Regions from separate parts of the Mus musculus genome. Here regions 1, 2, 3, 5 and 6 are each linked to region 4. A link is a contact called in public Hi-C and HiChIP or PLAC-seq data. All regions are on one chromosome and are shown on one strand. The core of a region is the stretch at or near the end of the contact, and the rest is flanking DNA. Distances in the headings are between cores, read along the strand shown.

What was found. Hi-C and Micro-C count contacts between places; a contact is called where the count stands out from the background. HiChIP or PLAC-seq counts read pairs in DNA pulled down with a chosen protein or histone mark.
Region 1: a contact with region 4 is called in a Hi-C map of bone marrow-derived macrophages, with 38 read pairs. The contact joins two enhancer-like sites. A contact is called at or near these places in 1 of 15 datasets of contacts at CTCF or cohesin (CD8 T cells), 10 of 484 Hi-C or Micro-C datasets (CD8 T cells, bone marrow-derived dendritic cells, bone marrow-derived macrophages and 6 more), 5 of 115 datasets of contacts at active chromatin or transcription factors (CD8 T cells, the HPC-7 cell line, acute myeloid leukemia and 2 more) and 1 of 9 other capture datasets (bone marrow-derived macrophages).
Region 2: a contact with region 4 is called in an H3K4me3 HiChIP or PLAC-seq map of bone marrow-derived macrophages, with 3 times the contacts expected there. The contact joins the promoter of Slc25a24 here to the enhancer-like site in region 4. A contact is called at or near these places in 9 of 39 promoter capture datasets (the 3T3-L1 cell line, the HPC-7 cell line, cranial neural crest and 5 more), 3 of 115 datasets of contacts at active chromatin or transcription factors (the HPC-7 cell line, bone marrow-derived macrophages and effector CD8 T cells) and 2 of 9 other capture datasets (adipose tissue and liver).
Region 3: a contact with region 4 is called in a Hi-C map of bone marrow-derived macrophages, with 36 read pairs. The contact joins two enhancer-like sites. A contact is called at or near these places in 6 of 484 Hi-C or Micro-C datasets (bone marrow-derived macrophages, granulocyte-monocyte progenitors, myocytes and 1 more) and 3 of 115 datasets of contacts at active chromatin or transcription factors (CD8 T cells, DN3 thymocytes and the HPC-7 cell line).
Region 5: a contact with region 4 is called in a Hi-C map of bone marrow-derived macrophages, with 25 read pairs. The contact joins two enhancer-like sites. A contact is called at or near these places in 1 of 15 datasets of contacts at CTCF or cohesin (the NIH/3T3 cell line), 4 of 484 Hi-C or Micro-C datasets (the Ba/F3 cell line, bone marrow-derived macrophages, embryonic stem cells and 1 more) and 1 of 115 datasets of contacts at active chromatin or transcription factors (CD8 T cells).
Region 6: a Hi-C map of bone marrow-derived macrophages shows a contact between it and region 4, with 37 read pairs. The contact joins two enhancer-like sites. A contact is called at or near these places in 15 of 484 Hi-C or Micro-C datasets (the C2C12 cell line, Sertoli cells, Th1 cells and 11 more), 7 of 115 datasets of contacts at active chromatin or transcription factors (CD8 T cells, DN3 thymocytes, the HPC-7 cell line and 4 more) and 1 of 9 other capture datasets (bone marrow-derived macrophages).

What each region holds. Positions count from the first base shown.
Region 1 is chr3:109,489,078-109,493,734 of GRCm38.p6, reverse strand. The region is part of intron 2 of Vav3 (vav 3 oncogene); the gene reads right to left. Among named protein-coding and RNA genes, the nearest start is that of Vav3, 150 kb to the right of the region's middle. Within about 2 kb of position 1,959, at least 6 of the 459 cell types and tissues checked have an H3K27ac peak or open chromatin away from gene starts, as enhancers often do. A contact at or near this core is called in bone marrow-derived macrophages, where this site is marked.
Region 2 is chr3:109,120,705-109,124,950 of GRCm38.p6, reverse strand. It overlaps Slc25a24 (solute carrier family 25 (mitochondrial carrier, phosphate carrier), member 24), which reads right to left and starts at 1,802. Exons shown (of 10, transcript NM_172685.3): 1 at 1,564-1,802. The coding sequence starts at 1,746. Gm19391 (a long non-coding RNA gene) reads left to right here and starts at 1,877. Exons shown (of 2, transcript XR_867568.1): 1 at 1,877-2,005; 2 at 3,804-4,246.
Region 3 is chr3:109,153,625-109,157,930 of GRCm38.p6, reverse strand. Slc25a24 (solute carrier family 25 (mitochondrial carrier, phosphate carrier), member 24) reads right to left here. Exons shown (of 10, transcript NM_172685.3): 4 at 2,826-2,937; 5 at 926-1,084. Among named protein-coding and RNA genes, the nearest start is that of Slc25a24, 33 kb to the right of the region's middle. Within about 2 kb of position 1,815, at least 64 of the 459 cell types and tissues checked have an H3K27ac peak or open chromatin away from gene starts, as enhancers often do. A contact at or near this core is called in bone marrow-derived macrophages, where this site is marked.
Region 4 is chr3:109,359,008-109,363,413 of GRCm38.p6, reverse strand. All of the region lies in intron 1 of Vav3 (vav 3 oncogene), which reads right to left. Among named protein-coding and RNA genes, the nearest start is that of Vav3, 21 kb to the right of the region's middle. Within about 2 kb of position 1,368, at least 69 of the 459 cell types and tissues checked have an H3K27ac peak or open chromatin away from gene starts, as enhancers often do. A contact at or near this core is called in the C2C12 cell line, CD8 T cells, the HPC-7 cell line and 2 more, where this site is marked.
Region 5 is chr3:109,195,055-109,199,179 of GRCm38.p6, reverse strand. No RefSeq gene overlaps it. Among named protein-coding and RNA genes, the nearest start is that of Slc25a24, 74 kb to the right of the region's middle. Within about 2 kb of position 2,804, at least 31 of the 459 cell types and tissues checked have an H3K27ac peak or open chromatin away from gene starts, as enhancers often do. A contact at or near this core is called in CD8 T cells and bone marrow-derived macrophages, where this site is marked.
Region 6 is chr3:109,176,615-109,180,884 of GRCm38.p6, reverse strand. No RefSeq gene overlaps it. Among named protein-coding and RNA genes, the nearest start is that of Slc25a24, 56 kb to the right of the region's middle. Within about 2 kb of position 2,049, at least 50 of the 459 cell types and tissues checked have an H3K27ac peak or open chromatin away from gene starts, as enhancers often do. A contact at or near this core is called in the C2C12 cell line and bone marrow-derived macrophages, where this site is marked.

The DNA.
Region 1 (4,657 bases), core at 710-3,209, 130 kb before region 4:
TCATGCAAACTTTATATGCCTCAGTACAGGGGAACGCCAGGACTAAGAAGTGGGAGTGGGTGGGTAGGGAAGTGGGGGGGGGTATGGGGGACTTTTGGGATAGCATTGGAAATGTAAATGAAGAAAATACCTAATAAAATTAAAAAAAAAAAAAAACTCATACATTGTATTTCCATGGCTGACCTGGCCTGGCTCTAGGCACTCAGTCATCACCGTTTCTGTCACGTTTTGGGCCACACAGATATCACATATTTCCACAGCTCAGCAGGCATCACTGAGCAGCAAAATGGTTGAGCGTGCCAGTTCTTAGCCTGATCACGCAAGATCAAATCCGGGTTTCACATTCATTAGCCAGCTAATTCTAAGCAACTGCCTAAACTCGCTAGTGTTGGCTTCTTCCTCTAGATAGGTCTTCAAAGAATAGCTAATGATCATTAGATTATTGTAAGGATGAAATAACACAGTACATGTGAAATAAATGGTTCAAAGGTAGCAATTCTTTATAATCACTAAAAGAAATTGCTTAGTGCTTTCAAGAACTTTTCTGCTCTAAATTACTTTCGATTATGTATTTCAGTACCTAAGTCCAAGCGTGCTCTGCTGACAGTTTTAGCATCTGTATTTAGTAATCTCACTCCTCTTTCATTTCAATCGTTTGGCAGAAACTCACTGAGGAAACCATCTAGATCCAGAATTCATTTTCTCATTAACTGCATTTTTTTAATGATAAACATGATGGCTCAAACTCTCAAAATCAAGCGCAGCAAAGGAGGATCTGCTATGTGATTCTTTTTGAGTAAGAACGGCAATGGGGGAAGATGCATCTGTCTGGATTGAGGTAGTGTCCTCTAAAAAGCCTCAGCCCCAGGACAGAAGCGTGAGCAAGGATCTCCATCCCTCAAATGAGCCTCTGCGGGGTACCAGTCCCATAAATGGGGTCTCCAAACTCCTGGCTCAGGAGGGAGCCCATTGGGAGCCTTGTTCACTCAGGTGAACCCACCTCTATAAAACATAAATAAGAACAGCTAATTAACTTCCGCGTTAAGTTATTGGCGGGGGTGGGGTGAGAATGTCCATCAAATGTTTGTGAAGTTTTATTATAGAAAATAAAATTAACTACATGGGAAATTGTAATTACATATTGACTATAAATAGCAATCTCCTGTGAATTCTTGGATTCTTGAAAATTGTGAAAAGAATAGGCGTGGCATGGTAGCATTAAAAAAAATGAAGTAGAGTAGACACACATCAGTCGGTTCTGTCTAAACACTCCACAGTGCACAGTTAGCTCAAAACAGCATGTTCTACATGACATGTATATAGACTTGTTAACTTAAAAATAAACCAAACACGGCTTCATCATTTTTAACAAGAGCATAAGGACAGAGGGGATGCTTTTAATGGTTCCTAGGGGTAAAGTGAAGCAAGCGACCTGGAGACCAGGGGAGCAAAGCTAGTGGCTCCAAAACTCTGCGGTTTAACCCTAACCTCCTGCTGAAACACTAGGAAATAAAAATTACTGATATTTGAAGATGCCAAAATTATGTGTTTCTAAGTGAAAAGTCTAGTTTTTTAAAAACATCTGGAATAAGTAGTCCTCAGACCTCTGGCTAAAGTAGGGTTTGAGACACACACCATTGGGATGAGTCAGTGCTACAGAACCCCAGAGAACACCCTGCTTCTGGTTGTGTTGTATGCTGTGGTCTTAGGCCCTCTTAGCAAGAAAAACAACACAGCAATAAAATATTATTCCTGCTACTTTAATGTGCATCTTAATGGCAATTTATTTTGTTCTTTGGAGATAATTGTATGACAACTGTTGATTTACAAAATACTTCACTTTCTGTCTTTGATCTGTCAACACTGAGAATAACTACAGTCTTTCCCCGCCCATGTCCCTTTCCCCCTGGAGCTGGAAAACCCAGATGACAGAAATCATACAGCTTGACTTGTCATGTAAACATGCACCACTAGAGGGAGCCAAACGATAGTCTATTACCTTAGGTCTGCTTTAAGCATTACCTTTAATCATGCTTTGAAAATTTGGTTTAAGCAACTCCTATGATTTAATGGTGGTCATTTATTATATTCAATACTAGAAGATAATACAGCTAAATTCATGGGACAGAAGGGTGGGAAGACTGCATGGTGATCTTACAATGAGTAGCTGCAAGACCCTTCACTTTTATGTCTGTTCTCTTCATCATTCTAATACTAATACTAAATTTAGTCAAAACAAATAAAGGCTGCTTGGTCAATGTGGTATTTTTAGAACAACATCTATTCTATAAAGACGATGTTTACAGACTGTGAACAGACAAAGACACAGATCAATGCCAGATCCTCAAATCCCCTCTATGAATTCCCTGCCCTTCTGAAGCATACAGACAAGAATATTTATAAAATAAAATAAAACAACAACAACAAAAAAAATACCGAAAGACACTAAAAAGCCTATGTTCCATGAAATATGTTGATTTTTAAATGGATACTTCAAAACAAGAGATTGTGGACGTCAGTTTCCAGAAAGGTGGGTAAGGCAGTAAGGACTTAGCAACAGCGAGCTACTGTGACTCCCCGTCCTGACCAACCTTTCCTGCCCACATCCTCTATCCCCACGGGAAAGGAAACACGTGTGTAAAGAAGTCAAGATTTTATTTGGGCTGACATTAATTAGACCTACTGTGTGAGGAAGGTGAGAGAAGTAGGCACGGCTTCTCATTACCACTTTAAACTGGAGATTGCATCCCAGAAGCAACAGGGTCAGTGAGAACATAGGCGAGCAGAGAACAGGGCTAATGAATGGCATTAGTGAAAGGGTGAACAGAGGGGACAGGAAGCCATGGGGAGCAGACAATAGCCAAAAGTCAGTCACACAGGGATTTTCTCAATGGTCCAAGAGTGCTCTGAGACAGCCACGGTGAGACCATAAGAGGTGAGATGTCCTTGGGCGCCCTGGCTGACCACCATGCGGGCTCAGGAGGGACAGCAGGCTCAGACTAGGTAATGAAGGAGTGTCCACTCAGATGCACAACTGGAAACCAGAGATCAAAGCACCAGGCAGCTCTGCTCAAGTGTCACCAGAGTTCCACAAGGCAGCTGGAGCCCAAGGTGCCTTCTCTCTGTGTTCTGCTCCCATCCCAACCTGAATCTCATGTGTCCTCTCTTAGACGGTGGCTATAGTCCTGTCCTGGCACTTATCAGTTCTATAACATTTTCAAAATCAGTTTCTAATTTTTTTTTCTCAAAAGAACTCAAGGTTGTTTTTTTTTAAGCTAATCAGTTGTAAAGGAGTATAGATTATGAAGTAGGATCCTGCCTCAAAAATAGAGAGGACTATTATAAAGCTGTTTTTAAAACCTTTCTAAGATTTTTCTAAAGTGTGCAGGGTCATGCTTTGTCACTAGCCATCAATCACAGCCGTGCCATCATGCATAAATGCACTTTATTCATCTTAATGCCGTGTGACACTCCAGCATACATCAAGAGTCTAGTGATTTTGCCATTATCCCCATGAGTAAGTAGCTATGACGCTCTGATACCAAGTCAGCACTCAGCATCCTCACCAAACGCACACTCAGTTACATGCGGGTTCTGTTGCCGGAAGGATGGTAAAGTGGGTACCTGTCCAGGAGAGAAAGAAAGAGGGGCGTTCTTTAAACTGCTTACATGAACTTAGACACTCTTGTGAGAACGCAGCCAGGCATTCCACTGATAATGACTTTGCTTTCCAGCAATAAAGAACAGTCAGGACAGGTGACCCAAACTGCTTTCTCCTGCTTTGATTCTCATAAGAGTCACTGGACATAAACTATTCTGCTGGCCCCGTGAGTGAAAGAGGAATATTTGCCCTACAAACATCACTGTGAAGATCCTGGATTACACAGGCAAGAATGTGTAAAGGGCTAGCCTAGCACAAGTAATGAAGACGTTAATAAGGGCCTCATGTGAAAAGTTAACAGTAGGGAAAGAGGTGCCCAGATTCTCAACCCTAAAGCCAGCAAAACAGCAGATGAGGTCCCTGCCCCTTCTTCTGTTTGACAACGACTCTTCATTGGCCAGAGCTACTTGACCAGTCAGTTTGTCACTTTAATAACTATTACACGAAGCAAAATGCAATACTGAATAGAGACAAGCTCCAATTTTTAAACTATTCTCTTCAGGAGATAGCACTCTTTACTTACTGGCACATTAGTGTCACTGTTGTAACTTGCAACTGAAGCAACAAGCCATTTCTGCAGGAGCAACTGACGAAGCTCTTGGATGGTCTTGAGTTAAGAGAGACATAGTAATCTAGAATACAAATAGCTAAAAGAAACCATGGGGTCCAACATGCATAGCAACCAAAAACAAGTACTATTTGTGAATGTACCTTCCTGATTTTTCTAAAGTATTCTCTCTCTGATCTAATAGCTGGTTTGAATAAGAATTCCTGGAGCAGTGACTTTTGCAGAGGGGTTAGCTATGCAGGGGCAATCAGGGATTTCAGGTTTGGTCCATGAGTGCAAAATTAACTTAGTGGCTTACAAGGGCTATAGAGTGTCAAAGCCCCACAGCTCAAGTGAGCAGCTGTGGCCTGAGACCCAGGTGTGGCATCAAGGCCCCTGCAGGCTCAGAGCGAATGCCCTATGGAATAGAGACAAACACAGGGTCTAAA
Region 2 (4,246 bases), core at 553-3,052, 240 kb after region 4:
TACACATCTGAACAAAATTAATATAATATAATACATATGTGTGTGTGCAAAATATATTCATTTATTAGTGACAAATATGAGTTGCCATGTTCTAAATATTTATATGCTTATAGGTTTTTACATAATTTATGTGTAATAATTTTTTTAATTACAGAATGTTTTTAATTACAGAAAGTTCCTCCTGACTCTGTGGGGTTTGTTGTTATTGTGGGATTGTTGTTATTATAGGGTTGTTGTTATTGTGGGGCTGGGGACCTTGAGGTCTGCTGTTGCTCTTTGTTTCAGTTCACTCCAGTTTGACTTAGATAAGGAGAGGACAGAGCCCAAGCTGACCTGTAACTAGCAACAATTCTCCAGTCTCAACTCTCAGAGTCCTGGGATTGGAGGCATGCCCCGGATGCGTTGTCTAATTTATTCATATTTTCAAAGAACAAAAATGTATTGGGAAACCTAAAGCACACTTAGAATGATACATAAGTCAAAGACATCATGTCAGTGATTAGAAAACACCTGGAAGTGATTAGAATAATAAAAACAACTAATAACCGAAACATGCCTCTGAGATGCAGCCACAGGGTGGCTGAAGAGATGCTATCACTCAAAAGTAGCTAGGCAGGCCTTTGATTCAAGAAATGGGAGGAAATGAGTCAGCCCGGAGCAAGTAGAAGAGCCACACTCGAACTTGGTTCTTTCAGAAAGTGCATCGAATAGGCAAACCTATGGCCAGAGTGAAGATGGGGGAAGAACTGAGATAAGGAAGAAAGAGGGACCCCTGCAGACACAGAAGTTCTGTAAAGTTATATAGAATAATGCCTTGGGCAAAACTGGCAGCTTCCAAAAAATAAAGTTGTAACTTACCAAGAGGACAAACTAAAGTGAAGACTCCTCTATTAATGGCATTGACAGTGACTGAAAGAGGAGTTTTAAATATAGGTACAGAACAGTTGTGGCCCACTCAGTAACTCAAGCACCTTCCTCTTAAGATAGAAAAGCCAGCGTCCTCTTGTAAGACAGCGGGCTGGACAAGTTCCAGATCTAGTGTCCCCACCCTGCCAAGGAGCCTGGATGTCAGGGCCACAATTCATATGACTCAGAGAAAGTCCAATTGCTTTGCAACAGGTCAACCCTTCAGATCAATGCGTGCACCCAGGGGACTAACTTTGAACGTCATAAAAACGGAATGTGGCCTTTCTACCTCACCCAGCAGTTGGGAGCAAGGCCGGTTTTAACTCCTTTTTGAAACAATAAACTCTAGCTGTAACAAAGTTACTTAAAGTTGGGACTCACTAAAGTCTGACAGCAGGTCATGAAAAGTTTGCAAAGGACGGGACAAGTGAGCCAAGAACCAGAGATGCTCTCAGAACAAAAAGTGTTGACAGTTTTAAGTGTGCAACATTAATTTATCTGGGAATACACCCGCCGCCTTCCAGATCCAACTCCTTGGAGCTCTTTCAGCGGGTTGGCGGGCATAGTTCCTCCTCCTTGCCTGGCCTCAGGCCACCGCCCTCCCAGGACCTGGCTGTGTGGCGCCTGCGGCCACCCCAACACCCTACAGCGACCCACCTCCTCCGCGTCCTGGCCCAGCGGGATGCCCAGGCTTTGCAGCCCCTGCTGCAGCTCTCCGATGTCCACCACGCCGTCCCCATTGCGGTCCAGCGCCCGGAAGAGCGTTTCGTAGCGTGTGGGCGGCTCCGCGTCGTGGCAGGCGGCGGTGGGCAGCACAAAGGCCCGCAGCCAGCGCAGCATGGTCCCGGGGAAGTCACCGTGAGCTGGTGGGGCGCGATCCGAGTGCGGAGGCCTGTGGGGTGGGGCGGCGGCCGCGGGTTGTCTGGATCGTCGTCGGGGGGGGGGGGGGGGGGGGGGGGGAGGGGGGCGAGGCTTCTGGCTCGCAGGAACTGAGCTCCGCACAGGGTGTGGTCGCCCAGCTGCTGCTCTGGGCGGAGCTGGCCCAGGCCTGCGCTGGCGACTAGGAGGGGATGGGCCAGCTTCCTGACTCCAGAACCAGGTAGGATAGGGTGCTGGGGGGGAGGGGGGGATGAAGGGGGGAATGCAAGGAGGGTTTCTGCTCTGCCCAAAGGCACAAACTTCGCCAACAGATTTATTAAAGCTTGGGTTTGGGGGTAGTTTGATGAGCAGGTTGCTCAACCTCAAAGCCCCGTTGGGCTGGAAGACTTGGAGAAGTGCAGAGTTCATCAGAAAGACAGCAGTAGGTGGGTATCTGGGACAGAGAGTCAAAAGTGAAAATGGCTATCAGACCAAAGGGAGAGGAAAGGGGCCTGCTAGAGGCCTTTTTCTGAGAGGAGCATCAGCCACCCAAGAGGGCATAGAGAAAGGAGAGAAGATGGAACACAGTGGGTACCTTCCCACAGCACACAAAGAAACCCCAGCTTCTTTCCTTCGAGACAGGTGTGGTCCTGAGGTTTGCCATTTATAGTTCAGGTGAGACACAGTTTCTGGGATAACGGGAGAAACGCTGGGACTACAGAGACTTCGATACCTGCTCCTTCGGCTGTGTAATTCCAAAGACCTAACGTAGCTTCCCTGGATAGCCTCCCGTCAGTAAAATGAGAATATGAACAGCTGCTTTGCCATCAAGTGAAATGTCCTTCTCTGGAATAGTCTCAATTCAATCACTGCTGCTTAGCAGAATCTGTGGTTATGTCCTGTTGTGTCCGGGTATTTAAAACGAACACTAAAACCACTTGTTTCTTCCAAAGTGGAGGACTTGAATTTCCCTCCTTCCTTACCACTCTGTACATTAAAATATACTGTGTATAAATAGAGTCTGCAGATAAAGGCTGCCAGTAACCAGTTTCTGGGCCTCTATTGCTTCCAAGCCATAGTCTTGGAAATTAGCCCCTTCCTCTGGAAAGGCTCTCAGACGCCACCAGTCTTTGTTGGCTCTCCTGGAAAATGGCTTCTAAGGCCATCTCTGGAGATGGCTGATGTTGAGGACGCTTGCCAACCCAGAAATAAAGGTTCCTCAGTGGAACAACCTGTGCTGTGTTCGAACTAGGAGCTGCCTCTCAGCTCTGAAAGCAATCGCATGCTAGGAAGTTCTGAAAAGAGCAGAGCTATATAGTGACAGAAACATATCGGGAGTTATGTGCTGCAAGAGTCAGAAGGGTTTTTTTTCGGGGGGTGATATTAAAGGGCAGAAGGCAGCGTATGAGGTGAGTGGTTTTATTCCACCCTGTGCTCCCCAGTGTTGCGGTCACACCCCCCCAGCAGTGGCCTACAAGCAATGAGGTCATGTAACCATGGGCTGGAACCTCTGAAACCAGCCCAGGTGAACCTTTCCCTGTTTATAAACATTATCTCCAGTATTTGCTGTGACGGTGAAGGATGGCCAACACAGAGATAACAACCGTAGAAAATTGTCTGCATGGGAGAAGAAAATGCTCACGGACCCCAATCATCTCCATGAAAGGGCTTCCCTTCCTGTGTCCATTCGTCAGGCCCACAACCAAGGGCTCCCACAAAGGCCACACAGAAAACCTGGGTTCATACTTAGTTTTACTTGATTTATTGTGGTCAGGAAGGACAAGTCTAGGGTTCAGCCTAATTCAGCACTCCTGCATTAAAAGACTTGCTGCCTTCGCATGCCCTTCATTTCCATGGGAACCACAGATATTTTACCCCCATCAGTTTTGGTCCTTGAAGACATCAGCACCTACTCTGGATCACTTGGAGTAGTGAGGGATCTGCTTGAATAACCACTCCGGAGTCTCATGGTTTGAGCAGATAAACATGTTTACCCTTTTTATTAACAGCTACTAATCAATTGCTCTGTGCTATTGCAGACAAACCATCAGCCTCTGCACAAGGACCAGTTCGGTTCCAAATTCCCCACGGTTGATGCTCTCTCAAATCTGAGTGATCATGAAGGAGGCCATGTATTGAACAGCTCCCGTAAAAAGCTGTGATCATCACCGGAAAGGTGATTTCACCGTGCAGTGAGACATGAACCTGGATGTCCTAGCAGTACAGTGAGGAAACTAATCATTTTATGTTTTGGCTCATTCATATCACATTAAGCTAATTGGAAATTCTGTAAGTCATTTAAGAGTCAAAATTCCAGATGAAAAGGGAATTCTGTCTCTTGCCCAGACTATCAACCCATCCCATCCCCAAAATAAATGTAAACAATTCTCAGTTGTAAAAACATGACACTTAAGTATGGAAATCACCATCATTACTAATTCGTGTGAATACTTCACATTTTAAAAGCAACTGTAATTGTTTT
Region 3 (4,306 bases), core at 566-3,065, 210 kb after region 4:
GGACGGCCCTGGGGACACAGGTTTGGTTCCTACCACACACCACACACACACACACACACACACACACACACACACACACACACACACACACACGGCATCTGTAACTCCAGTGTCAGAGGCTCCACGGCCATTGCATGCATAGGGTGCCCATACGCACATCTGGGCAGAATACATACATCTGGGCAGAATGCCCATACACATAAAATAAAAACATTCTTAGGCAGCCACTATGTTCTTCTAGGACATATGCCAGTGCTTATATAAGCTAAACTTCAGAGCCATCCTTGTTAGACACTCTGCCCATTGTGGGATGGAGGAAACATGAGATCTCAGAGGTCACATGAAGTTTAGGAACCAAGGCACTGGCTGTTAAGCTCTATTGTGCTTCATCTCCTCTTTTTCATCAAGGAAATGTTAATTTTACCCCCTGAGTTTCTACATATGCAAAATGAAGCCGAACCACCTGCTTTTCAGGCTGCTGTGAATATTAAATGGGTCCCTGTCACGTGCACAAATGGATATCCTTTCTTTTCTCTTCTCTCCTCATGACCAGCCCAATGCCTGTAAGTAGCCAACTCTGCCTGGAAACCCAGGTCTTTTCTGCTAACCTTAGATCTAGAATCACTTTTGAAATTACATTCTTGTCACCAAAACTCTAGACTTGAGAAATCCTCTGCTTTCTCAAGTCATAAGATCAAAGAAAACATGAGTAATTTAATGAGAACCCTATAATAGCAGTGAAGGGTTTTTAATTGAACATTTAAAGTCACGGAATACCAAAGACTAATATTTCATTACATACAAGTACTAACGATTTACGGTTTAGTGTGACAGCACCAAATACTTAGACATGAGACTAATCTGAGGGGTAATGGTAGAATAATATTTCCTAAGATATAAAGGGAGCATAAGGCACGCTGCTCACCTGCATCATGACCTTGAGGCGATCCAAAGGAGCGGTGCTCGTTCTAGAGACGGCGCCCGCCACACCTCCTGCCAGGAGCTGCCTCCACCACTGTCCTGATTTTTTCTCATCTTCTGTGAATTCATCTGGAATAGTTAAACTATCCCCTATGTCAATTCCCTGGTGGAATGGAAAGAGATCCCACAGTTCTTCAGTCGCAAACAGATAAGCCCAGAACTTTCTTTTTGTGTCGGAGCTGTTACTGTTAGGAGCGAGCCCACATAATTGTTTTTGCAACTTAATTATTTAAATGCTGTGGTGGGTATAACTAGGTCACAGAGCACTTTCCTAACATGTTCCAGATCCTAGCACCACACATATAAAATGACCTTGTCATAAACTTTATGGGCAAGAATGAAAGGTAATAAACCAAGCTGGTAGTAACTCTCTCTTCTTCCATTTGTTCCCAATAAAATGAATTTATGATTATAACATCAAATGTTAACAACTATCCCCAAAGATATAATACAAAGTTCACAGTATAAAATGTATAGTCATAATTGATTTTATGATGTTCTGTGTAAACGTAGACATTGTTACTGGTGACAGTGTGAACTCTCAGAGTATTAAGTGGGAGTCAAAGACACTTCCCTCCAAGTATAGAGAACAAATCCACAGGTTGAGGGGTGGGAGAGCCTGCAGAAGGTCCCCAGAGGCTTCAAGAAACAGACTGTGTGACAAACCTAATTTATACCAATATATTTTGCCAGAATGCTAATGAAAGAATCACAATAAAAAATTTGTGAAGTATAAACTGGCAGGAAATGCCAACCACATGAGTCAAAGTTATTCCCTAGCATTCAGTGAGTAATGCAATACCTTATGTCGGCAATGAGTCAAGGCAGCCTAAATAAGCAAAGGTTCAGGGACCCGAGGCCATAACATCTTTAGCTATCTGGATGCACAGGAATGACTTTGGTAATGTGTGTCATCGGACTACCAGACTTCCCCATAGCAGAAGCAGCACATGCTAATGAGAGCCAGACAGCTTGTTCATCAAGATAGGACTTCCTCCAAGTTTTGAGAAAAGCTGTATTTATACTACCTTGCGGGGGGGGGGGGGGGGAGCTTTAAAGATATTCTATAATCCTGTGCCTAACAGAATAAACAGAACTGTAGAAATCAAATAGATCCCGGTACTCTCTTGAGACTTGGCCACCCTTCCCAAGGTGTTTTGATGCTCTTGGGTGGTAACTACTGTGAACCAGAGCTCCATTAAGGATAAGCAACTGTGAAGACTAACAGCCTGATCAGAACTTCAGTGATGTGGAAAGCTTGCAGTGCTACAAGTCTAGAGCCAACCTATCTTAACTGTCTTCATTCCCCTTAATATGTATTTACTGCCCACCTCTGTGTGTAGCCTAACATGCAAGTCTAGAGCCAGCCTATCTTAACTGTCTTCATTCCCCTTAATATGTATTTACTGCCCACCTCTGTGTGTAGCCTAGCATCCTTGTGGCTATTACATAAACCCTTTGGAAGACATGAATGACCCCTAGATTCCACCAACACAAGGGCTAAGAGCATCATCACACAACATCTGAGGTCCATAGTAGAAATTTCCCTACTTTGCTGTAAGCCATCTATCTGATGTTTCTACCAATGTATTTGAAAAGTGTCCTGAGTTATGATTTTGCTTGCCCCGTTACTATTTAAAACAAAACAAAACAAAACAAAACAAAACCTCATGGAACTATTTCCATGTTGGGACATTGAATTTAGGGCAACCTGAATCTATGTTACCAGGCTAGGGTCCCTCATTTCAAAACAGAATAAACTCTGTTTGTCTCCCTTGAGGTGTGTTTCCTGCATCAGCACTATGCCTGTGGCTTGGAGCTACAGATCCATAAAGCAGACTTACAGTAGAGTGTTTCCAGAAACGGATAATTTCCTCAATGTCTGTCACAGGGTTAAATAAAAAGTAATCCCTCCATTCATTCCAGTCCACGGTCATCGTCCCATCAGAGTCGATGCTGAAAGTTTAAACAGATGATTAAAGAACAAGATAAATGAATGATAAACTCGCAGAGCCAACATTATTGCCTACTTTACAGAATGAACATCTGCTTTCCAACTTAACACTCGTACTGAACTAAAACAAAACAAAACAAAACAAGACAAACAAACAAAAAAAAAACCCTTGGCAGGTTTAAGAGGTTCAGTGACAGGGCATTTGGTTAGCGGGCATGTAGGCCCTGGATTCCATCTTCAAGAAAAATATACTACTTGCAATTATACATTGCTGAAAATAGAATCTATGGATTATGGTCTTTTCCAGTCACTTTCACTATTTGGAGAAAAGTAGATCCAAATACTACAGAGAGATCCCACTGCAGATTGCCTTTAGGGTTCTGTCAAACTCAAAGTCACTCGGCTGAAGGACACAAAAACTGGACAACGAAATGTTGAGAGGTGAAAATGAATGGGCTCAGGGTCCTTTTCCCCTCGTCACCAGTGCAGGATTATTGCTTAACACCCTATGCTTGCAACATGTGGGTATAATTTTGAAATAGATTCAAAATACACTATCAATTTTCTACTCCAATTTTTAGCAATGAAAGAAAATTAGCATACTGAGCATGGTGGCACCTATCTTTAATCCCAGCAAAAATTGGGAGGCAGAGGCAGGTGGATCTCTGAGTTCAAGACTAGCCTGGTCTACAGAGTGAGTTCCAGTACAACCAGGGGTACAGAGAAATCCTGTCTCAAAAAAAAAATAGATAGATGATAGATAGATAGATAGATAGATAGATAGATAGATAGATAGATAGATAGATAGATAGATAGAGAAAATTAGCAGTGAGTCTAAAGAATTTAATTCTAAATGACTGATGTTTTGAGTTTTGAGAAATCTGCATTTTCAATTCTAAACATATCATGCTGTCATCTTACAGGTGTAAGTGGTAACAAACTCTGGGGTGTTTTTGTTGTTGTTGTCGTTGTCGTTGTTTTAATAAACTTCATGACAGAAAGTCCATTCTATGAGATTTTCCTATAGACAATGAGAAGTCATACCAGACATACTCAAGGAGCTTGGTTAGGTATTGAGCTAAAGTGTCTGGGGAAAACTCTTTTGGTGTTTCCTCACAGTTTGCTCAATAATTTATATGACAGCGACACACGCAGGTGGCATACAAAAATGCAATTTTCAGATACTTATTATTGTGTTTTCCCTGCTGTTTTCTGTTTTGATGTGCTTACGTATAAAATTGTAGTTCAGCCTTTACTTGTCCCAAAGCAAAGGCGTCAACGCTCCGCATCTGCTGAGAACCCTGCTCGCTGCTTGCGCTTAAAATGAATTCTGGGTTGCAGTATTAGCAGCTTTGATTTCATCAGCATTTT
Region 4 (4,406 bases), core at 119-2,618:
TAGTCTTAACTTTTATATCCTCCACTTTTAAAGAACCTAAGGAATGTCGAGGGCAGGCAGTAGTGGTGGTCATGGCAATAGCAGTGGCTCAGAGCTTTAATCCCAGCACTTGGGAGGCAGAGGCAAGCAGATCATTGAATTTGTAGCCATCCTGGCCTAGAGTGTGTTCCAGGACAGCCAGGGACAAGAAACAGAGAAAGAAAAGAGGAGAGGAGGGGAAGGGAGGGGAGGGGAGGGTCGAGTCAGAAGGGAGGAGGGAAAGAAGATGAGGTGGAGGAAAGAAAAAGAAAAAAGACAGACAGACAGACAGAAAGAGGAGAGAAGAATGTCAAGGCAAGCAAGATCATCACTTGCCAATACCACCAAATTTAAAGAGTTAGTCCTCAAGAGTAGCTTCCAATACCTAACAGGATACACAGGGCACACAGAACACACACCCATATAATTACAAAGGAGGGAGTGAGAGAAAAGGAGGAAGAGATGGACAGATAGATGGAGAAATAGTCAGGGGAGATAAGATAGAAAAGAGGAAGAACGTCAGGGCACTTGAAAGACAGAAGAATACAGAGAAGACTGCAGCACCATTGGTGTGTGCTTTGTCAGACTGTCTACAATACTTGCCAATTTTCCAAGAATCCATGAGGATGAATGGATAATCTGTAAGGAAAATTAACAACTGAAACTTATTTAGCCTTAAAAAGAAATCAAATTCTGACCTATATTATAGCATGGATGGGCCTTGGGGATATTATCCTACCTGAATGACCCAATTCATTTGAAGAATCACGAATAGTTGAATCTACAGACACAGAAAGGAGCATTGTGGCAGCCAGGAGATAGCGGAGAAAGGGGTTATCATTGAATATGTGCAGAATGCCAGCTGGGGAAGATGATAATGTTCTGAAGACAGGGAATGGTGGCTGCACAACACACTGAGTGTGCTCAATGACACTGAACTGTGACTTAGAAGTGGTTAAAGTAACCACAATCACTATGATTATATTATATGTGCACACAACAAAAACAAAGTCAACAAGGAGACAGCTGCTAACGAGGTTAATTTTGGCTCTGAGCTTTTGCTTACTGCTTCTTTCAAAGCTTAAAGGTCTGCAGTCCCAATCTCTAAGGACCCTGGGCATGGAACTTTTCTTTGCCAGCATGCAACATCCATATTTTTCATCTCCCTGGTGACATCTAAGCCCATGTTTCTGTCACTTGGGGTGGAACAGGATCTGGGTTCTGCCTCACATTCGTCACCACCACAATCTTTCACAAGCAGGAATTCTGAGTCTCAGGCCACAGCATCTGTTGCAACTGCCTTTTGCTTTGTGACTGCTTTGTGCTGTAAGCACTGTTTCCTGAGGAAGGGCATCTCTGAGACCTCCCATTTCCGCCAACCCAGCCCCAGCAGATGCCAGGACCACACTCAATACGCAGTGCTGCGTAGGCACCCCAAGACATGAGCATTCCTGAGCATTTTAAAAGCCATATCTTCGGTATTTTTATTTTCTGCCAGAGGTAGAACATGTCCCCTCGTGTTTAACTACTCTTGGAATTAAGATCATGTTTCTCCACTATTGTCCATTCATACAGACAAACTCAGAGATGCCCTCTTCCACTTCAGAGCTAACACTTCAGAGCTAACTCTGCAAAGGAATCACCAGGCCTTGCTTTTTTTCTTTCCTGTACTAGATTATTGCTTTTCTTATATTCTAAAATATTCCCCAAGATTTTACAGTCTAATGCCTCCCATATGAGGGAGAAATGCAGAGCTATGAGTATGTCCTCATACGTAATCATTACTCAGCAAATATTGTCTGCCTTCACTTCCAACCAAGGGGATCCCAACCAAGAGGTCACTGTGAGAAGCCCACATCTAACCAGGCCGAAACTGCCTCAAACAGCTCTTCCATTTTCACCTATGTTTATGAATGCCAACTGTTCTTTTAATCTGGGTTTCTCTGTCTACAATGACCATTCTCCTAATACCACCAAGTCACTCCTGTTTCTCCTTGATTTCTTAAGAAAATATGACCTTTAAAATCTAGATGTTGCAATATCACCCCTTTTTAATGACTCCTTTTCATGCTGAGTTTACAAAGATCTCACTGACTTGTTTGTCTCTCTCAACTTAAGAACATTCCATATAATTCATATAATTCTTTTTTTGTTTTGAGACAGGGTCTCACTATATAGCTTGGTCATGAATTCCCAGAGATCTGCCTGCCTCTGCTTCCCAAGTGCTGGTCTTAAAGATGTGTACCGCCTCACCCAGACCATTTTGTCCTAATTATCAATAAAATCTAAAGTTCTTCTCTAGGCGAAGCTACAGTTCCATAATCTAACTGGCAGACTTACATAATTAAAAACCCACAGCTTATATAACCATGCTTCATGGACAAACCTACAGTTCCAGGATCTAATGGGTAGAACGTTTATAATTAGCAAACCTAGTACAAAGACAAGTTGTGGTTTACTATGGAGGAACTTCCACTAGAGTTAGAAACATTTCTGACCTTTACAGAGTTCAGCTTCTTCCGGTCCTCATCTCTGAAACCTGCTCAGACAGAAAGACCATTCTTTGGCCTGCTTTTTATTGGTGAGTTTAGCTCTAACACAGGTGGTCTATCAAGATCATGTAGATAAACAACCAAATTACATACGATCCATCCCTCCAGGCCTGCCCTTTGCCCCAGAATGAGATTAACTTGATGTGTTAAAGATAATTTATCACTTCCTTCCTCAGTCTGCTTTTCATAATTTAAAGGAAGGACCTGACCGGACACAATACCACTCTTGCAAAGTCACTTTTGCAGTCTGCGGCCCTGGCATGGGCCTTACACCAAAATACAGAGAAAATGGCAAATCTGTTCTATGTTTAATGACTAAAAAGGTCCATTCTCTTTTGCAACCTCATCTAAAATGTCAGTTCTAGCAATTAAAAGAACAAAAAACAAAAAACAAAAACAATCCTCAAAATCTAAGTGCTTCAAGCCCCCACAAAACCCACCTCACACCCCCTGGCTAACATCAGCTCATCCAGCACTGAGCCTAACACTCATCACAAACAGCTGTGCTTGGCAGAGATGACCATATGCCTGCAGCCTTGGCTGCCGCGGGCTTCGCCATGCCCCACAGTCTGCATAAATATTCTCTTTTCCTACTGAGTGAAAAATCTAGTTGGTAATAGGTACAAAATAATGGTCAAATGTGTTTTCTTGATCAAAGCTCATCTTGAGAATGAAGGTTCCCCTTCTCCACCCAGCCCACACCCACCACTACCCAAGCAAACAAACAACAATAAAATCAGAAGTATATAGGCTTTGCACTTGAAGATAGAACTGCCCCTACTTAGTGGGTCATTTGGATGAGAATGGACAGAAAATCATCATCTCTATAGGCAAATCGGTCTCAAAGCCAAGACCCCAAAGAAACCAAGCAATATAGAGTATCCTAATACTCTAACAGAAACCAAGCAACGTACACGCAAGCATATCCTAATACTCTAACAGAAACCAAGCAACGTACATGCAAGCATATCCTAATACTCTAACAGAAACCAAGCAACGTACACGCAAGCATATCCTAATACTCTAACAGAAGGGCTACGGATGAAGACAGGGCAGGGAGAATCACCTCCCCTTAAACAGACCACTCTTAGAGATCTAGCTCTGGGCCGTGTTGCCCGTGCCTAACTATGTGTTCAATGAGTGCTGTCAAACAGATGCACCAAAGAACGAACTCTACTCCTTGAAAGAATAAAACGCAGTCTTGAGCTTGCAGACATTAACACTGTAATATAAGCTAGCTTGTCCTTCTCCAGTGAGAGGAAATGTTCCAGTCCTAATCTAATCTCTCAGGAATGCTCATCTTCACCATTAAGTCCTGCTATGCTATTTGACTCTAGATTGTTCCCTGGCAAGCCTCCTGGATGCTCAGGTAATATTATCATAGGTCTTTGAGATGAAACTGTTGGCTAAGATGAAAGCTGACTAGATATTAAATAAACTATGCTTTCTGCAAGTGTTTACTGTCTCTTCAGACTTGTCCTCTCTACATGAAAGATTATGGCTTTGTTCTGTTTTTAAAAAGATGTAAGATCCTATTCAATTAAAAGTGTACTCTGGTACATACTCCCAAAAAATACTTGCACATATGTTTTCAGAGCATTCTGAAGTCACATTTTTAACAAATTATACCTGAAGTCCGTATCCTTGCCTGTGTTTATTGGTAGTAATAGTCGATGAATACTCAGATAAGCACTCACAGGCAGTTATTTGGCATCAATGCTAAGTAAGCTCTATGTTGGTTCACAGGAATCATTGGTCAGTAAAATATAAGTGACCCCTGCTATCTATCATAAGACCAGAACGAAACAATGGTTTGTACGGCAGGTTGTTTAAAAG
Region 5 (4,125 bases), core at 1,555-4,054, 170 kb after region 4:
ATCCAAATATACAGAGAGCCATTGGCCCCAGTATCACCCTCAGTAAGGAGTATGGCTTTCTTCAGATCTACACTCTAAAGGACAGACAGCAACATATGCTATTCCTAACCTTTTTCTAGAAATGGGAAGACTATTTTACTCTCTCTGAGGAATGCTGTCATCATTGGTGCTGTGGGACTGAAAGGCAAGTAGAGTTCATGTAGGAGGGAATGCAAGGAGTGCTATCCACAGAGAACTCTAGAGTGGCCCAGCCTGGCTGAACCTTTAAAGGAAGAGGAAGGGCCAGCTCAGAGTGCAAGAGAGGTGCAGGGGAGCTTCTAGTGGTGAGCTTCAGGAGAGTTCTCTTCCCAGAAAATGTTATAGCTCTTACAGAACAGACACTCTCAAGCAATGGAGTACTTCTCACATACCTTTATTCCTTCTGGAAAGGATCTTATATACAGATTTGGGGGTAGGATGGGGTCTGACAGCAGATGCTTCCTATTGGCTTGGACTGAGATGTTAGGGATGCCTCATCTGCATGTGGAAGGGCTTGAGGGAACGGCCTCTATGTGACTGATGGTCACAATCCTCACTAGGCTGGGCTGTGACTATGTGACAGAGGTCTGGTGTCAGGAGCAGGTGAATCTCCTACTGTCCCTTTGGGTTCCTGGGCTTCCAACCCAGCTCAGCCTTACCAGGTTCCTAGTCACAGTCCACTGCCCCACAGCGCATGTCTGTCACCTTCATCATAACCAAAAAGTATCTGAGAACTGGTTCAATTGAAAGTGAGTCCTGAGAGACAGGAAGACGTTCTGGAAGAAATCTCTACAGGAAAGAAAGAAAGAACGGAGGAAAGAGGGAGACAGAGATGATTTTTATAAGATCTTCAAATCACTCCACAGTTTATACAGAACTCCTACTAATTTTTAATCTTCCCAAAACAGTCCTGTACGGTGGGTAATATCCATGTCATTCATAGATTCAATGTTTTGTCTAAGATCCTAGTACATGCAGAAACGTTTTGATTGAAACCCAGTGCTCTTTCCATCCCACCTTAACACCCTGATAAGCACCTCAGTATTAAGATAGATCAGTACAGAAGCATACCATCAAGTGAAGGAGAAATGAGAGCATCCCACCAGCCGCGGACATGACACCCTTGGGACGTGAAGACCATGCGTGAAATGCAGACACGTGCCTGAACCTACTCAAGTGTCCAAATAAGAGGTGACCACTGACTGTCGATGTGAAATAATGTAGTCATCCAGGAAGGGAGCCTCAGTGAGGAGCTGTCTAGATTAGTCTGGCATGAGGGCACATCCATGAGGGATTTTCTTAGTTGGATTAATTGAGGTGGGAAGATCCAGCCTAAATATGGATGGCACTATTTCACAGGCAGGGCTCTGGACTGTCTAAGAGTAGATACGAAAAGCAAGCTAAGGACAAGTGTGCATGCATTCACCGTCCCTCTGCTCTTGACTGTGGATATGACTGTCTGGTTCAGCTTCCTGCCATCGTGATGAACTGTTACCTGGAATTGTGACTTCTCCCCTTTGATGAACTTTTAGCTGGAATTGTGAGCTAAAATACTTACTCCTCCAAGTTGCTTTAGTCAGAGTGTTTTATCACAGCAAAAGGAAACAAAACTAGGACACCCAGAGTCCCCTGTGCTAAAGTACCTCTGCTTGCTCCCCGCAGGGCACTTCACTCAGCATCCAAGTCACACCACATCATCTAAACATGCCTGGTACCTAAGCTGCCTGTGAGGCAACTAATATTCTAAACGCAAGATTCTGATAGTCTTCAAAACTTGAATTTCTTCAAAGCAAAAGGAAATGTTGTAGTTTTAACAATGGTGTAAAAAAAATGGTTTATTGATGGCATGACTAAACGAATTGCTAGTAAAGAATGGTTAATCGATAAAATATTATAAAATCACCCCACTTAAACCACAGATTTTCACTGGATGAAAGTAGCCACATAACCTGATGGTATAGATTGTATCACAAGTGTTATTTTGACCCCGTTTCAAAGAAAATTATGAAAAGATTCAGTGGATCCATAATGCTCTAGAAGCCTTTCAATGATTTTTTTTTCTGTCAAAAAAAGTCCTTGAATATATACTAAAAATATCCACTAAAAGTGTTACAGAAAAGCCAAACTGATAAACATTTGGTATTTCTGGTTCTTTTCACCAAAGTTGTAGCCCAGTGTAGACACTAGATCCATACTCTTTCTGCCTGATCACATTTATCATCACCAAAGATCACATGGAGAGGAGAAGAGGGAGGAGAAAGATAACGATTTGCAAAACTAGGTGGTGAGATCTAGAAATAATCTTATGTTTATTATGTCTTAATTTCCCTTAGTTACGGTGAACAATTAGATGAATTCAGGATAGGCAAGAAGTGAAGTAAAGAGAAGTCTACTGATCTACATAGGAGTGAGAGTTTTGTGGGGAAGCAATATAAGAACAGAAAAGAAGCTGAGGGGGCACAAGAAATGATGGGATTTCCAGCCAATTTTATTTCGATTCCTTAAACATGTCTTCTTACATCACAACAACCAAGGTGAACTGAGAAACTTAATGCAAAAGGATAAGTATAGCCAGTTCCTTGTTACTAGCTAGTAATCATGACAACCTAGTTATCTATAACTAAGCATCTTATCTATTTCCCACATCAGTTTGGTACAGTTGTGCATTTTTAAATGAATACTGTTTTCTGAGTGTGTTTTATTTCTTCTACTATAAAAAGGGAAATGAGATGTGGGTTTCCGTGTGTCATCTCAGCATTAGTCACCTTAAACAACCTTCCCAAATGAATCATCTAAAACGCAAAATGAAACATGCAGTTCTAAAGAACTGCTATGAATCCATCCCAGAGATGGTACAAAGGAAGTTCAAGTCTGAGCTGAGAACAAGAACCTGCCAAGGGAAGCAGAGACCAAACCCTGCAGGAAGTTTGCAATGCCCTGGAGGCAAAGAGTGTAAAACTCACAATGCCCAGGAAAGGAAAGCAAACCCCAGATCCTTCAAAACACAGAGAATCACACAGAGAGACCTGCACACAAGGGAAATCTCAACCAGGCTCAGAATAAAGAAGATGAGGAACAAATGCCTCCTTCTCTGCAGAAAGAGACCGTGTGCCTGTACCTGGCATTGGCACAAAGAGGAAATCTAGCCTCTCTCCTGAGATTTCACAGCCTCTGAGGATCACAGTCTAAATTCACCCAAACTTTATGACCCAGGATCTCACAAAGAAAATGCGAGGTCTCTCCAAGGACTTCCTCAAGGGGAGTGATGGCAGTGAGGTGGAGTTACCGAAACTTCCAAACTCACCCTGAAAACCCAAGCCAACAACCTAAAATGCTTCTGACTCTCTTCCAGACACTGACCGGAACCTCGGGATGCTTTCTTTAGTACTTTGGCTCTTTCTTCTTTCTCTGAAGTTTCCCCTCCCATCATGTGGCTGCTTGTCTGCCATGTGTCTGACCTCCATGTCCACTTAAATAGATTTCTTTTCTTCTGTCCTCCATTCCCATCTTCCTGGAAGATGTACAATTTGCCTGCCTTGCAGGAGTTTTTCTCTTCTAAAAGCTAATAAAATTGTCCTTCATCTTTTTTTTTTAAAGTTGACAAATACTCAACACCACCAAAAGACTCACTCAAATGGAACTTGGAAAGTAACCCTGAGGACAACTGGAGGGGCAGAGAGAAAGCCTCAGACTAGTCAACTAGTGTGGTACAACTCCTGCTGTACTACACTTGTCCCCATCACTTCCAATATTAAAGATTTACCTGGATTTTCCTCCAGTGCCTCCCACTAGCAAACCAAGTAGTTGGCTGACGTAGGAACTTAGGAAACAAGGTTTCTGATATCCACTTCTTGCATTATATGGTAAGGAAAAGAAGGAACAAAGATAAGTCCATGTCACTTAGACAAATGACCAGGGCACCCTTAGTTTTTCCTTTGCTATGATCAGAGAAGTTCTTAGCATGGAAAAATTATGAACATGGTCTCTGTTGACCTTAAATGAACCCGTGACAGTGTGTTTAAACCATCAAATATTTAAAAGAATGTGATCCTTTCATCCAAACTAGGTCGACTTTGGTGGACACAAAAAATTGGTCCCAGAAGTGGG
Region 6 (4,270 bases), core at 800-3,299, 180 kb after region 4:
TGACCTTCTCCTCACCAGCTTCCTTATTTCCCAAAAGACTAATCTAGCCAGGATATATATTTAAAAGGTATTCTTGCTAGACACTAGGGCACAAGCTTGAGTAAGACCTATCTCTCTGTCCTTCAGTTGCCCAAACTCTTACTGTGAAAGTATCTAAAGCCAAACCCCTAATCTACACCACAGGAAGGACGGGCCAGTGAAATTACTTCTGTCTCTCACTAATGAGAGAGGCTGGCTGGAAAGTCATCAAAGAGAAGGGGGCATTGATTCATGAGAGACGGAGAAGGCTCAGGGCAAGGACAGTACAGGCAAGCACTGGCAGGGAGAAGAGGCAGGGAGCTGTATTTTTGCCAGAAATCTGGTTGTAAGGATAGAAGAGTCAGGAGAAAAGACTCCAGAGGCAAGACTGGACCAAACTGGAAGGGCCTTGGATTTTTCTAGAGTTTCTCCCTCTCCTGGGGAAGCAGAGGCATGGTTATCCCTGAATTAGAGAAATGAGTTAGAACAAAAAAAGCTGGAGGTCACGAAAAAGGACATGCTCAGGTAACAGAGGAAAAAAAGACACAGCATCAAGGACAGCCCGCAGGTTCTTAGTGTGTAAATGGCTGTGTCTATAAGAGTTCAGCAGGAGGTGGCAACATGGGCCAGAAGGGAGAGCTGAGGTATTCAAAAGACCCCGGGTAATAGGAAGCCTGTGGTTCTGAGCTGCCAGACTGAGGGTTGGAAAACTGAGGGTAATTGCCAGAGCCTGTAGGGTGACACTGAATGACAGAATTAAGAAGTGATCACTGGGAGAGGGCAATGGCTAACCTCTTCTCTCCCCAGGACCTGAGCATCCACTTCAGAAGTCAGGGATGAAGTCCCGAAATACAGCACACAGTGGCCCACGCCCACATCCAAACTCAACCTATCCTCCACAAACATGTCTGTTTAAACTCTACAGGCTGAGACTGCTTCAGAGATAAAAGGTGGAAATGTGTTGCCCTGCATTAGAGTCTCTGGCATCCGTGTGCTTAATCGTCAATGTTTTCAATTAAATCATGAGGAAATAATTATGCAAACTGTAATTTCACCATCCACGGGGAAATGATCAGTGTGTTGCCCTTGAGGGGTTTATGCCAGGGCATCTAAAAGCCTTAGATAAGGAACTAATTTAATTTTGCTTCCCCTCGTGCTAACATTTCATACTCCAGGGTAATATATACAAAATATGGAAAACATGCCTGGTCTCTAGGTCAGGAATATCAATGTGCTTAGCAATGAGCAGGAAGACAGCTTTCATATTGCTTCACTTCTCACATCACTAACATTCTTTCTTGTGTGTTAATCTCTTTCATTCTTAGAGATAATAGGGATGCAAGAAACGGATCTAAAAACTAAACTACATGCAAGGCAAAGTGTGCCTTGGGAAGAGTGTTGTTTTTAAGTGTGTGTCACTGAACTTACAACACTTCAACTTATAGAACTGAATTGCTGAGTGAATCGTTTCAGTGAATCTCACCTATCCAAGCGTCACCAGTGGCAGCACAGGGACCCTAGGGACCTACACTCTCCAATCTATCCCTTTTCAAAAAAAAACAAACAACAAAAAAAGAAAACAACCAAAAGAAAAAGAAAAAAACAAGAATTGTCTCTAAATTTTAACTCTCTATATTTAAGCCTCCCTCTGTTACTGTATCTGGCTTTACCCTCTCTCCTTGATTGGTTTTTCTCAAGTTTATAAATCTGCCACCCTTCAGACATACACTCCCTGCTCTGATCAGGCCTCTCTCTCAAGCTCTCTCCTCCCTTTCTTTCCTTCATAGCCAAAAAACTATTGAAGGACTGTCTCCCCTCACCATCCACAATTCCTTCCTTCCTTCCCTTTGTTCCTTAGTCCACTGCCATCTGGAGCCTGCGGCTGCCACTCCAGGAAACTGCTTTGGAAATCACTCAAGATGTCAGTCCTGGAAAAACCAAAGGAACCCGTCTTTTGGGGACATGTGTGCTGACTCATTCCTTGACGATGTGATACACGCCCATTCAGTGTATCTTCCCTGCACAGTCTTTGTAGCTGACACTTCGCATTTATGAGCTATGAACACTGAAGCCATGAAGGGTGAGCTGGCTGATCTGGAGAGGAGCAAAAGAGAGGCACAGGTGTCACCAAGATCTCGCAGTCATCATCCCAGTGCAGAAGGCTTGTATTTCCTTCTTTCACTTATTCATTCAACACCTATTTGTCAAGCACAAATTGTGTGTCATAATGTGCTTGGCACACTGAAGACATCGATATGAGAGAGGAGAGTATGGAAGCTGCTTTCTTTCTGTCCTGCCTCCAGCCTGCTGCGCCTTGCCTTCTTCATTCAGTTCCCAGATAAAAGACACACACACACAACCTTTATATTTACAGTAAACCTTAATCAGCACTAGAGCTGGGCAGCTATCTACCCTCTATGCTATTAGACTCTACTTTCCTATCAATAACTCCAAATTATTACATACTATGTTTCATCTGGGCTGCTCTTAACTCCAATTGGCCAGCCCTCAGAGCCACGTTTTCATGGCTCACCTAACATATGGCAGCTTCTCCTTCCTCCTCCACCTTCTTCTCCCCTAGTGGTTCTTCTTAACCCCAAGCCCAGGAATCTTATGTCTCTTCTGCCCAAAGATGCTGACATCTTTATTTACCAATCAGAAATAACTTAGGGGCGGGTCACAAAGCATCACTTGGGTCTATCTATGGGCAGACCCCAGGTCTTAGGGGTGTGCTCTTAGTATTACAATAGACAGCAACACCAACATCAACACCAGCCACCTGCCTCCAGCCTCCCTTTCCCTTGGGAAGAGGTAGCAGATCATGTGATTCCTTTTGTCTAAACTCCACCCCCTGTCCTTTCAGGAAACATTCTCTGAGCACGGTGTGTAACTGACAGCAATCTATTTTTCTTTTTAAATCTATTTTATCTTTAATTATATATATATATTTGAGTATCTATGTAGGTATGCGCACATGAGTACAGGTGCCTATAGCATCCAGAAGAGAAGGTCAGAACCCCAGGGACTGAAGTTACAGTGGTTATGAAAACATAAGTATTGGGAACTGCAACTCAGGTCCTTTGTAAGAATAATATGGGCACTTAACCACTGAGTCATCCATCCAGCCTCTTAGTCTGTCTGTCTAAGGAAAACTGTTGCCATTCTCCCAAGTGAGCCACACAGCACAACTGTGATTTCCCAGAATGCACTCTTTGTTTTTACCCATCCTCTGGATATAAAACATGCTCTTCTTCTTTCTAAGACTAAACAGAACATCCGTTTCCCTCATCATGCCTTATTCACACCCCCTGCACCCTGTTCTCACAGCTTATCAACATGTCCCAGCTCCTATCGTGCCTTTATATTAAATTAGTCCTCCTTCCTTTCAGCATTCCTAGTAAATGAGCTCTAGGAACAACCCAGTGTGATGTGTATCCCTGAGCATGCTGATCCCTTGAGAATCTCTGATGTTCTGTTATTTTTTCCAAGTTAATGGCTACATTGTTGTTGGTACCGTGAACACTTGCTACAACCTGTCCTCAGCAGCAGAGGATTTTTCTGGGTTGCTTCTTTACAATTGTCTACCTCAGGCCATTTCTTTCTAGGCTATTTATGGACCTCAAATGGAAAAGAAAAGAAAAAAAAAACCTGACCTCTTTTCTCATCCCTCAGGCTTCTCTTTATTAAGCTGAAACTGAAAAGTCCTAAGCCACAGGAAGACTCTTGGTCCAGACTCCTCTTCCTGTGCACTTAAATAAAGAGGCCAGATCTCTTTTCATGAGATTTGATTCATTCCTTCAGAAATGGGATAAAGATTAACTTTAGGGAAACAGTACATACAACCAGAGGTAATTCAATGGCTAATGAGATATTACATAACCATTTAATTGGTTATTCTTCATTTAAAAGGCACAACCTCTGTGTTTTACAATGTTGAATTTCCTCCCATTCTCCCCAAGCATGTCACTGTACAGTGATTTCTACACAGCCCTCTTTGAAAAGTGTGCCTTCCGCTCATCCTATTCCTGTCCTTTGAAGAGAGCCATGCCCACCCACACTAGACTTCATTGAGACTGAGTTAAAGTCACCACAAAGAAATATAGGTCATCACTCTGCCTCCAGGATACTCGGGGGCTCCTGCTGCTTCCCCACCCCACGACGTCTCCTACTTGGTGTCTGAGATTCCTCTACACCAGCGGTTCTCAACCCGTCTGATGCTGTGACTCTTTAATACAGTTCCTCATGCAGTGGT